Linked DNA regions of Zea mays: region 2 is linked to region 1. A link is a contact called in public Hi-C data. All regions are on one chromosome and are shown on one strand. Each heading gives the region's core, a stretch centred on a gene start, on an enhancer-like site or on the middle of the called end of the contact. The rest is flanking DNA. Distances are from core to core; before and after follow the strand shown. Region 1 holds the start of LOC103634826 (nuclear pore complex protein NUP93A). Region 2 holds the start of LOC109943420.

Region 1 (7,060 bases), core at 3,180-5,679:
AACTGCTTTTATCTTTCATATTTCATTGGTCTAGTCATGTCTGCCCCTTTTAGGTGGAGCAGATGCATAAAATTTTTAAGTTATGTGGCTCCCCGACAGAAGAATATTGGAAAAAGTCCAAGCTACCTGGTGCTACAATATTTAAGACTCAGCTGCCATACAAAAGGCGAATAAGAGAGACATTTGAGGATTTTCCACAATCAGCGCTGCAGTTGATCGAGATACTACTTGCAATTAATCCAGCAGATCGGTTAACAGCGACTTCTGCATTAAGAAGCGATGTAAGTTGGTTACCATTTCTCCCTATTTTATCCCCAATTGATGGCACAAAAAAATTTAAATTCTTTATTTGTGTTAAAGTCATCACTAACTTACATGAACACAATACTTAATATCTAACAATTTAATGATGATATTTCTTTTGATGGCACATAATGATATATCCACTGTTCAAAATTTAAGCTCAATACCTGAACTTACATGCATCCTAGCCACTGTAAACATGCTGACTTTGTATTGCATATCCAAAGAACAACTCAATTTGGTTTTATGCAATATGAGGAAATTTAGACCATGGTTCTCAATTTCCCATGATTCCATTGGGACTAAAGAATCATACAGTTAATTCCAGAAAAAAACATAATACTGCATGAATCTAGGCTAGCAGAGAATTTAGGGGTTTCTAGCGCCTAATATGATAGCATTATAGCACCCAGATTCCCATCTTTGTCACACATTTGGTTTTTGTAGCATATTTTTTTTGGTATTGTGTATTCATGCCTTCTGTTTACTTTCTATGGATGCAGTTCTTTACAACTGAACCTTTTGCATGTGAACCATCGAGTCTTCCAAAATATCCTCCAAGCAAAGAAATAGATGTGAAAAGAAGAGACGAAGAAGCCAGACGGTTTGTCACCTTGCCACTTATTTCATTACTTAGGATGATCCAGTGTCATAAACTTATCTACTTTGAGTTTGCAGTAACAAACTTGTTGATCTATAAATGCATGCTATGAGCGTAGCCACTGTTGCCTATAATTGTGTTTAGTGGGGTAACACTGCTATCCTTACACACACAAAAGAAAAAAAAACACAAATGAGCGAGGTCAATTAGATTTTATGAACATTTCCTATTCTATCTTCTGTTTTTTTGTGGCCTGAAACCACAATCGTTCCATCTAGATTTGCCTCAGTAACATGGAAAATATGCAAATTTTACAGTATTGATATTTTAAATTGTTGGTATAAGATATTTCTGTCAAATAATTCCTTAGTATGATAATGTAGGGTTCCATGCTTAGTGAGTGAGTGCTTACTGGCAGCAAGAAAAAGACGTGAGTGCACATCATTAGAAGGTTTTGTGAACACTAGCTTTGGCTAGTATCTGGAAAGAACAAACATGTTATTAACCTATTAGATATTGGGTCTTTGGATGTACATCTGGAAGAGTTCCAGGTACTCACTACTCACCACGAGTCATTAACATTGATACAGAAGTTGGACAACAGCACTGTCATGATTTAGTAAATGTAAAATGGCATTTTGTCCTCCTTTGAGCTCCTGTTAAACACGAGTGCTAAATAGTGAGCTACTTAAATTGACCCAGAACTTTTGTGGTATTTTAATGTTAATACCTATGCCCTTTGTAAGTTGAAAAAAGGGGGAAAATGAGAGAATGACGAAAGAGCCTCATGACGTGCTGGTTTTACGCTTCCATTATACTATACAAAAGCAAAAAACATTTCTTCTCTCAAAAAACCATTTTAGTTAGCCACTGGTCAAACTTCGTGTGCTAAAATCTCCAGGATTTCTGTAATTTGTTGAGTATGCTTTGTAGACCTCATAGTTGAGTCAAAGGACAAGTACTGTCTCATTTTTCTGATTGATTTTTTTCACTGATTGCATGTCCTCATATCTGCAACTAGTCAGATATCCTAGTGGTCTCATGCCAGTTCAATTGATTGCTTCTTATGCACTATCAGTAGTGGGCCCAGCGTTTGATCATAGCTTGGGCAAAACACATTGAGCCAATTAAATCATGTACTTTAGCACCTGATGCAAATCATGCCATACAAACATAACTACATAAGGATCCAGTGGCATCACAGCCGAGCAGGTGCCCAGGGTCGTCGGCTCCTGTGTCCGCCACTGCACACTATCATGATGCTACCTGACTTGTCTACCATGTTCAACAGTTTAAGGGCTACTGGTGGTAGAGCTAACGGTGATGGAGCCAAGAAGACGAGAGCACGTGATCGACCTAAGGCAGTTCCAGCTCCAGAGGCAAATGCTGAACTTCAAGTAAATATCGATGTACGTTGAATGAAATTTTTACTTCCGGTGCACAATTTGTTACTGTAAGCTGTTTTGTAGAGGCTAATAAGATAAGCTTAGGATAGAGCTGTTCAACATTCTTTGTTTTTTAGAGGCTAATAGATAAGCTTAGGATAGAGCTGTTCAATGTTCTGACGTGGTGCAACCACTTGCTTTGTCTCAGATCTTTCAGTCTTTCACATAAACTCTACATTTTGTAAATTACATCCTACATCCAAGTAGACTTCAGGATAGGTCCTCTGTTTCTTATCGGCCATGGTCCAAAAGGAAGCCCATACTATCATAAAACAAACTTTGCAGTATCACTGACTTGTGCTTATCCTTTTTTTTTTGTCTTACCACAGAAACGAAGGTTCGTCACTCATGCAGCTAAGAGCAAGAGCGAAAAGTTCCCTCCCCCACATCAAGATGGTGCGGTTGGTGTCCCTTTGGACACTTCAAATCATATGGACCCACTATATGAGCCTCCAGACCCGTCTTCCTTCAGCACTGTGTTCACGCACGAGAAAGGCGCTGTGCCTACTTGGTCCGGACCATTGGTTGATCCTGCTGCAGTGGTGAACCAAAAGCGGAAGCACAAGTTTGGGCGCTCATCGAAACAACCGGCCACTGCCCGTGCTCGGTAAGATCCTAAGGATCAATATTTACAGGTAAAAAAAAGGAGACTTCAACATGGGGGAAATGCTCCATGCAGCTGTTTTGCAAACGAAAAATGCAATGATAATGTATTTTGTTGGTTACCTGTTGTCATGTGAGTGATTTTTTTTCTAGACATCATGTATAGGCTGGGGAGGGAGTTGAAGTAGTTAGTTCTGTATATTAGGTTTTCTTTCCTGCTCTTTAAGCAGCTGCGTTTGATGTTAGATTTATTTGAATGGAAGCTTAGATCTCTAGCGTTTCACTACACCCCTTTCCATTGTAACAGTCTGTTGCCTGCATAATCAGTTATCAATTCAACGCAAATTTTCAATCGGATGTTTTGGTGAAAAGTTGGTGGATTCATGAACCATGACATGTATCACATTGTAAGCTGGAGTAATATTCCTAAAATTTCTGAATTTGTATTGTTGATAGAGAGATTGAATCTGTGTGGAGCTTTGGTGACTCAAACCTCCTCATGACTACAGAAGGTCTGTTTTCGATCAATTGAATTGTACACGGAAGAATATAGAGGGGTAATACTATCTCCAACAGCTTTCCTATCTTATTCTCTATTTCAAACTTTACTTTACGAACAGTGTTAAACAGTGTCATCTATACCGCGTCCTCTATTTTATATGGTCTATCAAAGGCAGCCAAATATTCTGAAATTAGAGGGGAAAAAGAGAACATATCTTGTGATCAAAGGGGTAATAATGCTTACGTGCATATTTTAAATATGAAATGATCATCTTGAATCTAATAACACTGCTACTTTTATGAAAATCCCATCACGCCATAAGAGAGAGGTGGACGGGACTCTTTATAAAATTGCTAATGTTGTTAGATGCAAGATAAACGTCGCAAAATTAAAATACCCTGTTTTAGACAGTAGTACTGTTTGAGACGATTATAGAAACTAGATCCTAGAAAAATAGTGTTAGAAGGTATTTTAGATTGCATTCCGTAGGTCTCAAAATAAATGCTCATCTTGTATGTCAAGAGATCAAGACTCACAATAAATGCTCATGTTGTATTTCAACAAGTCAATTAATCTTGATTTTAACTAAGTATATAAAAATATTTATATTTACAATATTAAATAAATATTATTACATTAATCACGTCGTATGTTTTGTATAGTAAATTTTGTTTAGAGATACAAATGTTTATGGTTTTTATAAATTTAAGGCTGATCGTCTCCACAAAGTTTGAGATAAACAGTGGACAGAGGAAGCACTGTTCAAGAGTCAGGAACAAAGGTAACGACAATTTGCTCCAAATCCTCGAATCTAAACCCGGGCTAAAATGGGCCTTCGCTAGGCACGTTGTACGGCTATTAGACTCAAGCCCAAAAGTTCAACTCCACAGCCCAGGATGGCTACAGGCGATGCGCGTGATTCAAGCCCCAGCCCAGCAACCATTTCAGCAGAACGCTCCACCGCTTCTCCGAAAAGGCAAAAACCCCACAGCTCGAGCGCCGCGCCGGAAGCCTGCGCCCCCGAAACCACGAGCGTAAACCCTCCTAGTCCGGCGGTGATGGCCGGCGTCGGTGGCAGCGGCGGTGGAGGTGGGGACGACGCGGAGATGGGCGGTTGGACGGGGCTTCTCCACTCCTCCACGAAGCTCCTCGAGCAGGCGGCGCCAACCCCGCACTTCCCTCCCCTTCAGGTGCGCGCCCGACGCCGTTCTCGTTTCCTTCCGCGCGGCTTCTCTCCCTTCCTCGCCGCCAACGCCGGCTACACTTATTCCTGCTGCCTCTAACGGGTTCGTTTCTGCTGCTCCAGAGGAATCTGGACCAGCTCGAGGCGCTCTCCACCAAGCTCAAGGCCAAGACCATCCGCTCTGAGGCTCCGTCACAGTCGCTCTCCGCCACCAGGTAGATAAATATCCGGAACCCACTTGATTAGCCTGGGATCCTTTCTGTGCATTGCCTTCTCTATTTTGCCTGAATTACAAGTGCCGCTTCTATAAGTCTGTGAGGACTTAGGGTTTGGGCTGCACTTCTGCAGATTGTTAGCACGCGAGGGGATCAATGCTGAGCAGCTCGCCAGGGACCTCAAGTCATTCGAACTCAAGGTAACGGATGAGCCGGAAATAGTGCATTTGGCACCACATTTCGTTTAGTGATATGACTAGTTTCAGTAGTGTTAAAAATATTTTTTGAGGTAAAGAGGTGTTAAAAGGTCGAGCAATTGATTTGGTTTAATAGAGTATTACTATTTAGGTTTATTTGAAAAAATAATAGGATATGGATTTTACAGAAGCATTGCCATGATTTACATGACTATCTAGTTGTACTGGAAGCTGCTTCCTAGTTCCTAGGATCCCCCTTAAACACTAGTACTCTTTATACATGGTGCTATAACATAAGAAAACACAAGAAATGGACCGAAAAGACAGTTTGCGACTTGCGAGTATTATAAGGACGTAAATTTGGCTGGCATGCACACCCAAGGTCTTAAGAGAATAATATTCGGGGGTTTGTTGACACAAGTTTTCTAAAGGAGTTGAATAATCAAGCAGCTTAGTAGGTTTGCGGTTTATAAGATATGCAGTGGCAACAAAAGCTTCATTCTAGAACTTTAGAGGCATAGATGCATACACAAGCAAAGATAGGCCAACCTTAACTATATGACAATGTTTTATCTCAGTAGGACCTTAACTACATGACACTAGATGTGTTATGCCCATTTTGGTGAAAAACGAGTTCAGATGTTGATACTCGCCTCCCTAATTAGTTTGGATTGGACAACAATTATTTTGGTGTTGAAGTGATGCTCAACCATATTCTGAAACACAACAAATTTTTTGAAGACTTCAGACTTGAATTTGAGCATGCAGACCTAGGTAAACTTGCTAAAATCATCTATAAAATTGACATAATTTTTTCGATCAGCTGAATCAGGAGCAGGTCACTATACATCAGAGAACACAAGTTCATGAGGTTTAAATGAAACACTGTTGATATAGAATATGAGAGCTGATGACTCTTTGCCTGTCGATAGGTATTATAGACCAACTCTTTAACTCACTAGAACAAGAAATTTTATTTTGACTGACTAATTTTTGAACAATCTAAAAGGATAAATGACCAAAGCAACTATGCACCGGCGAGGGGACATCTTGATGGCGCCAAGATCCCCTCATTGGAGGCTTGGTAAGGGATAGAGACCATCTTCATATCTAACGCAAAGTAGAACCTTCCTCGTGCTCAGATCCTTAATCAGAAAATGATAAGAAAAATATTCAAGTGTGACATAGTTGTCTTTAAAAAATGATGGACATAAATTAGATTCTTTGTAGCATGAGGAACATGCAAAACATTATTGAGATGCAAGGTTTTCACAGGGGTGTTAAAAAAACATGACCAATGTTGTTAATGTTCATACCTGCCCCGCTGGATGTGATGATCTGATCTATGCCCTTGTACTTGTTCTAGACCGTCAGCTTGTTTAGATCAGACATGATGTGATCAGTCGTAGCCGTGTCGAGGTACCAGTTGATGCCGACACCATAGCCATGAGTGGACGCAGCAGTAGTCTTGGTGTTGGAGGAGTAGCTTTCATTGAAGCGGTACCAGCGATTTAGGGCAACATGCCCTACTTTGCCACAGACTTGACAGATCTTGTCAGCGCGCCGGGCTTGTGGTTATCCATTAGAGAAGGGAATGACACACAACTAATGTATGTGAATCTTATCTGGCCAAAATTTTGATGTTTTGCAGACTACCTTTGAGGATGTTTTTCCATCTGAAGCAACTACTGTTGAGGAGTACTTGCAGCAGGTGAACACTTAACTATTGCTCTGATTAGATACTTGCCGGGCTTTCATGGAGTATAAACAAAGTGTATGTTTTCAGCTTCATGAAATGGCCATTGTTTCATCCATCCAAGAAGCTCAGAAGGACAATTTGAAGAGTTTTAACAACTATATGATGCAAGTTCTTGAGGTTGGTTTGCTTCTTCCATATATTCCGTTAACTAATATTTGAGCAGGCAAATAGTTGCAGAATCAACTTGGTGTATGTTTGATTAGCTATTCAAGTTTCTTTATCATCTGAATTTATATTTGTGTTTGGACAGCT
Region 2 (7,107 bases), core at 1,895-4,394, 530 kb before region 1:
TTGTTTTCGAGGAAGGGTTAAAATGCAAAAAATTCGGAGGAGTGGTGCTAGACTGCTAGCTAAGCTAGCCCAGTTACTTGCACATTTCTTGGAGTTGACGACTGGGTGTTCTTGCTAAAAACTTACTACGTGTCGTGTGGAGTAGAACAAAGCAATGGATGGCATTCATTATTAATGCAAGTTTTATTTTAAAATTAATGTGTATCTATTGATTGACTTTCATCTCTACAAAACCTTCGCCCCCGCCCCCTCTTTTTTTAAATGTTGTCACGTCACCAGGAATACTTATAGGACAGTTTATTAATTAAATACAAATAAGATAACAGACTAATATGTAAGCGGCCATTACGTGAAGCGTACAAACAGGTCTTCTGGTCCGTTAGATCTAGATCTAACAGTATGCTATATTTATCATTTAAATCCTCCCACCACCACCTCGTGTAGATTTATAAAAAAAATCCTAACAAATTACGATTACATATACGGTTGTATGTAAGTCGTTGTCTACACGATTGCATCTAATGACCGTTTGTATATTAGTCGTTGTCTACAAATAAAACATTTGTAAAACTGTTTGAAAAGTGAAGTTTACATTAGTGGGTGATAAGGGGATCTGCCGAGGACACATCGTTCTCCGACCCACTTCCTGTTGTTTAGTTGTTTACCCCGCTAATTAAAGCACAACTAACGTAGCTTCAGGCATTCGATAACAGTGAAATTAGACCTAAACATATATCTGGGAAAGATAACGTAGCCCGTAGTGGTTCTCATCTAAATGACCAGTAACCCTAAAGATATAACTGCCAACCCTAGTACATCATCATTCATCAAGTGTGATGCAGGGCGACTGACAGCAACCTCTCAACACCCGACTTTTTGTATGAGTACTTCTTCCGTCCTCCGTCCTAAAATGATTATTCTCCTGTAACGATGATTGCTGTTTTAGAAATGAATATAAACTGTTTGTCCGGAATCATTCTAGAAAGAACAACTTTGTTTTTTTTAATGGACGCATGTCAGCAACAGTTTCCTCACCCTTTCACAAAGGACTGGTCCCACAAAGATCAAATTCTTTCTAAGTTTCTTTTCTTACGCTGAAAGGTTGTCTCGGCAAGCATTTTTTTATCTTAAACTTTACTCTATAAATATTATAGTTTATAAAGCGAAGCAATGTTCTGCATGACTATAGACATGTTCTGCTGAACGCAATATTAGGAAGAAGAGAACGGACACTCTGCAAACTCTATTTAAGTGGGGTATTTGGTTTTCTCTGACTAAAGTTTAATCTGAATTTTGAATACCTGTTTTGAATACCAATTAGAAGGACTAAACATATCCTAATCATAAAACTGATTGCATAGGTCATGTCTAATTTTCTAGGCGAATCTGTTAAGTCTAACTAATCCATGAGCAACATGTTTTTAATTAATCATTGGTTGGTTAGGCTTAGTGGATTCATCTCACGAATTAGCGATGACTTATGTAATTAGTTTCATAATTAGGGGGTGTTTGAATGCCCTAGATATAATATTTAGTGGCTAAAATTAGCTAGAGACATCCAAACCCCCTAGCTATTAGCTATTTTTAGTAAATTAGCTACTAGTTAGCTAACTAATTCTATTAGTATATTTTAGCTAACTAATTATTAGCTCTAGTGTATTCAAACACTCCCTTAGTGTATGTTTGGTCTTTCTAATTGGCATCAAAACTTGGACCAAACTAAAACTCACAAATTAGCCATGACTTATATAATTAGTTTCATAACTAGCGTGTGATGGAGATGATTCATTTCCTGGCCTGGCCTTGCTGACAAAGGTATTTGGTGAGTGTGACGGTGACATCGGACAGCGTGTCACGCATGCCAAACAGCCAAATTATATTCATCCGTCTGTCCTTTGCTACTCCTACTTCCCTTTACTTTTAGGCGAGGGCAATCAGCTGCAACCATGCGCACACATTTATTAGTATGCTAATGGGCAATTAATTTATTGGATGTGATCATGTGAAGAAACGGAGAAATTTGCTATTTTGCCACTCTCAATTTTGGCTAACTGTTATTATGCCATCCCGTGTCTATGACTGGTGTGACCGTCTGTGTCTATGATTTGTGGGTCCGATGGCATACTGGCGAAGCCCACAAATGATAATGGCAAAATTGCCAATGGCTGGTGGGGAGCTAGAATGGATGGGGTCGGTAGGTAGTACATGGATGCCCACCCAGGCACCCATCATTTTCAGCTGCCGAGACGCGAGACCCAGACAAAAGCAGCCAGCGGAAAAGAGGGGAACCCTCTCATCCCATCCCACCAGTTCCCCAATTCCATTTCTCCATCCATGACAGCTCGCCATTTCCCCACCTGTTCCTACGCTACCGCCACCTAAAAAAAATTCCAGGCACCTAGTGCTTCCCATTCCAATCTTGCTCAAAGGTGACTCCTTTCTGTTCCTTTTGTTGCAATTCTTGCTTCTTCTCTTCTCCACAAACCAAGAATCTCTTCACCGGTTATTCGCAGGTCATTTCATTTCGGCCGGTGCCTATTTTAGGCCGATTGGAGGGAAGGCTGGTCTGTGTTTTATTTTCCTGCTGCGAGCGCTTTCTTGGGCGAGTTGAATTTGGGCGCCTCTTGCTCCAGGCAGTATTTTATCGAGCTAGAGTCTGGTACCCGGTGATTCTTGCTTGGTCCAGGCGCCAAGGCGAGGAATTGGGCCTAGCTCCAGCTCAAATCTGTGCCTTGTTGCAGACAGAAGGATTTCTGCATGGGCGAGTTGAATTTGGGCGCCTCTTGCTCCAGGCAGTATTTTATCGAGCTAGAGTCTGGTACCCGGTGATTCTTGCTTGGTCCAGGCGCCAAGGCGAGGAATTGGGCCTAGCTCCAGCTCAAATCTGTGCCTTGTTGCAGACAGAAGGATTTCTGCATGGGCGACCATAACTAAGGTTGGTTCATCTACTCTGTGTGGTGAATCTTATATACCTGCATGGTTCGCCCCTGCTTTACTTTCTGGAGATTTATTCGGAATGTTGACGACATGTATGTGACTAGATTTGCTATTGTTGCTGCTCATAGATGTGAGATTTGGTGGCGTCAGCTCGGCTGGTGGGTGATTCTCGGTGCGTACACAGACACATCCCTGGAGCCTGGAGGCTTGAGCTGATTTGGCGAGGAGGACAGTGCAGGAGAGAGATGTCTTTCAGGAGCCTGATTCAGGACATGAAGGACGAGTTCGGGAGCATCTCGCGGCATAGCCTGCGGTCCCGGTCTCACCGCTCCGCCGGGAACGCGGCGCGGGCGGCGGCCGCGGGACCGTCGGAGGCGATGGATCAGAGCTGCTGGTCGCAGCTGCCCCCCGAGCTCCTGCGGGAGGTGCTGGTGAGGATCGAGGCATCGGAGAGCTGGTGGCCAGCGCGCAAGAACGTGGTGTCAGGCGCCGGCGTCTGCCGGACCTGGAGGGGCATCATGAAGGAGGCCGTGCGCGTCCCGGAGGTGTCAGGGAAGCTCACGTTCCCCATCTCACTTAAGCAGGTTTGTGCTCTTCGGTCATCCTCGTTGTACAAATAGTTCTATTACCATCTTGATTCCTGATGATGCTTACTGCTTACGAAGTTAGGGCGATAGGCTCGGTGGTCGTACTCACTTAGACTGCTTCTAACCCTGGTAGCTACGGCGACGGCTATTATGCAATCAGGCTTTACGTGCAAGCCTCCTGGTCCGTTGGATCATATGGCCCAATCATAGATATAACTATGATTTGTTAGAGAGTTTTTTTTGTATAAATCTATGCGAGTTGATGGTGGAAGGGTTAAAGTGTTAAATACGACATATGATTGGATCATGATCTAACGGACCAGGAGACTCGCTTGCATCATGATCTAACGGACCAGGAGGCTCGCTTGCACGCTTGCAACTGGTGGTCGTTACTGACTGGTCCGACTCCAACGCTAATCGGTTCGGTTAGCCAGTCAGTAGACCTGCCGACCGGTCGATTTAATTGGTACTGACCGCGTTGAAGCCGGACCGGTCGATACCGACCTCTGCGTTGGAGGCTCTGATCGCTACCGACTCAAACTGGTCAATAACGATCGCCTTTAGCCATATATCGTGTTCTGGTTGGTTCACTTTTGACCGTTTGAAGTCCAAAAAATAAAAAATCTAAAAATCGCTAGAATTCGGCTTATAATTAGAGGTAGTGTGTTTGAGTTCATTCATACCCCTACCCTCTATTTCGTTCATCCTTCTTCATATTGTAGCTTTCCACTCCCTATTTGAGTATGGATCTAACGAATTTTCAAACCTTCACCGACTTGATCAACGAACAATCTCCATAACTTTCTGACGCCCCTGGTAGCGTGGATAGCCTTTCTCCTGTACATCGTCGATGGGAGGATGTTTTGCCCATCCCCGTTCCCTTACTCCACAACATCTGTTTCATACTCATATCCTTCCCCTATGTAATTATAACAGCTTAGCACAAGCAATCAAGAATAAGCTTGTCGCCGTTTCCTGCAAGTTAACTCTTATTACTGGTATTATACACTTTAATCGTCTTATTAAGGATTTGTTTTTTGAACATCAATTAAGGACTTGTTTGGCATGAGGAGTCAAAGCACTTGAAAAGGAGCCACAAATGGCAGCTCCTCCTTCAATCCCAAAAATAGCTTCGACTCCTCTACCATTCACTCAAAATGGGATCCTCCTCTTAAAGTGTTTGATATGGTTCCTCTGCATAAGCTACTGCCAGAGGGAGCCGGAGCCATGCCAAAGAATCACTAAAAGATTAGATTTCTAGGCCCCTTGCGCTTGCTTGATCTCTTAGGATTAGATTGTGCCTCCCTTAGAGAAACTCCAAGAGCATAGTTAAATTTGGATCTCTAAATTGGCTCTCTAAAATAATATATACTCTTAAAATAGATACAGTCCGCAGCATCATTACTATAAATCAGGTTTTCATTTTTCAAAGCCACCACATCATTACTATTTTACTAATTTTGGTTGGATGGGATCCATGGTGGGTTTTAGGCTTTTCAAAATGTGTGTTGGTAGCTGGTAGGGTGTGTACAAACATGGCGCTTCGCAATAATGCCATCCCAAACAATTGTTTCGCAGAAACGGAACTACAAACACCTTCTAATTGATTATACTACCATTTGGCGTATATTCTTTCTTTTATAAATCATCTCTATGTATTTTCTGCCTGATGAGACAGATTTTCCCATCTACATGCTATCGTGTTTACGTCTAATACACCTGTTCTCGTTCGTCTCCTGTGCACGTCATCCCATTGTTCCGGCCAAGAGAACTACGTGATGCATACATCTTCAGGTTTTGGCCAAGAGAACTACGTGATGCATACATTGTTCTATAGCCCAATTCAATGTACAAGAAATTCAAGCGGAAGATGCCGGGGCTGGGCCGCTTCTCCATACTGGAGATCGTCCTTTATGGCATTGCTTCCTGAAGATGGATGGCGGGCCTCAGCTCAATAGCAGGAACTCATGGTCGTGGCACCACCCAGCCTGCAGCAGCAGCAGCAGCGCCGGTTTGCAGCCCACTCGGTCCATGGCCTCTGTTGGAATCTGGGACACTCTCAAACACGAAGAGCCGAGTTTATTCCTAACAGCCTCGGCTGCCGCGGCGCGGACGTTGACCAGGTGCGAGCTTGTGGGGCGGGGCAACCAACCGACCCTGCCAGGAAGTTGAGATGCGCGTCTTGGTGCCCGGCTGCTGGATCTCCCTAACCGCCGCTCATGAGAGCCGCTGCCGTCGAAGCCAAACATGCTTGCCCAACTAGTACTTCTCTGCTTGTTTGTTGCGTGAGGGGGAAAAGTGTCTCCTAGACCATAAATACATGGGGAGATGAATTAGAAAAACAAAGCAAATATGGAAATGGCAGGTTAATCCATAGTAGATGTTTGTAGTCCTGTTTCTACGGAACAAATATTTGGATGCCATTACTGCGAAGTGCTATGTTTGTAGTTCAAAAAATACAATTGTCTCACCTGACATGCCTGTGTTATAGATGCTTTTGTGGGCCGCCAATTCACAAGGCGCAGAAATAGGAAAGAGGAGATAAGTCAGGAATAGTTTCTGTTTTATCAGTTCCTAAATAATAGGTTAGTTCCTTTTTATGTGGCTAAATAGTAGCAGTTCCTAAATAATAGGTTAGTTCCTTTTTATGTGGCTAAATAGTAGCAGTAGATATGTCTATCCTGAGACCGCCTATGGCTATAAAGGCGGCTGGGCATCAGCTGTAATAATCAACCAGGAATAAGATCTCCCTTTTGTTAGGGCGAGATCACCTGGGATCATCCTGGCCAGGCACGACGCCGGCGCAGGAGATCTGGGTGATCAGCGCCCTCTTCTTCCATACACCTTACGCCACTCCAATCTCCCTCTCCACTCCCCATTGAAGGACACCAGGAAACCAAGGTTACGGACTCACCAGCGAGGAGTCGGTAACAATTTGGTATCAGAATTATTTAGTTTCTGGTCCGAGCTTTTTCACCTTGCTGGGGTCAAGTTGTTACTTAGTTCCGCGTTTCACCCCCAGACCGATGGACAGTCGGAAGTGGTTAACAGAATTATTGTGATGTACTTACGCTGCTTGGCAGGTGATCGGCCAAAAACTTGGTTACAATGGCTTCCATGGGCTGAATTTTGTTACAATACGTCATACCAGACTGTGGTCAAGTGCACTCCATTCAGGATTGTATATGGCCGGGACCCTCCAACAATGCTTTCTTATACACCTGGGACAGCCAGAGTAGCTGCCGTCGATCAGCAACTTCAGGATCGAGATGTTTTCTTGGCAGACATCAAACAAAGGCTAATCCAAGCTCAGGTAACAATGAAGCAGGCGCAGGACAGTGGCCGTCGAGATGTGCAGTATGCTGTCGGCGATTGGGTTTGGCTGCGTCTGCACCAAAGGTCGGCAGTGGGTGTCACTCCAGCAGCAACATCCAAATTAGGACCTAGGTTCTATGGGCCATATCAAATTCTGCAACGCATTGGAGAGGTCGCCTATAAGCTACAGCTGCCAACCAATGCAAGAATCCATGATGTTTTTCATGTGGCACTTCTCAAGAAATTCCAAGGGGAGCCCCCATCCGCA

Evidence for each region. Hi-C and Micro-C count contacts between places; a contact is called where the count stands out from the background.
Region 2: a Hi-C map of bundle sheath shows a contact between it and region 1, with 4 times the contacts expected there. The contact joins the promoter of LOC109943420 here to the promoter of LOC103634826 in region 1. A contact is called at or near these places in 5 of 25 Hi-C or Micro-C datasets (bundle sheath, ear, endosperm and 2 more).

What each region holds. Positions count from the first base shown.
Region 1 is chr1:59,719,261-59,726,320 of Zm-B73-REFERENCE-NAM-5.0, reverse strand. LOC103634826 (nuclear pore complex protein NUP93A) reads left to right here and starts at 4,429. Exons shown (of 15, transcript NM_001360139.1): 1 at 4,429-4,644; 2 at 4,761-4,852; 3 at 4,986-5,052; 4 at 6,701-6,760; 5 at 6,836-6,925. The coding sequence starts at 4,513. It overlaps LOC100281653, which reads left to right. Exons shown (of 7, transcript NM_001154572.2): 4 at 54-281; 5 at 807-907; 6 at 2,196-2,313; 7 at 2,679-3,237. The coding sequence ends at 2,960.
Region 2 is chr1:60,243,746-60,250,852 of Zm-B73-REFERENCE-NAM-5.0, reverse strand. LOC109943420 reads right to left here and starts at 3,144. Exons shown (of 2, transcript XM_020546377.3): 1 at 3,066-3,144; 2 at 2,457-2,935. The coding sequence starts at 3,127. The coding sequence ends at 2,809. It overlaps LOC100282475 (tubby protein), which reads left to right and starts at 2,296. Exons shown (of 8, transcript NM_001412139.1): 1 at 2,296-2,429; 2 at 2,514-2,935; 3 at 3,066-3,521. The coding sequence starts at 3,183.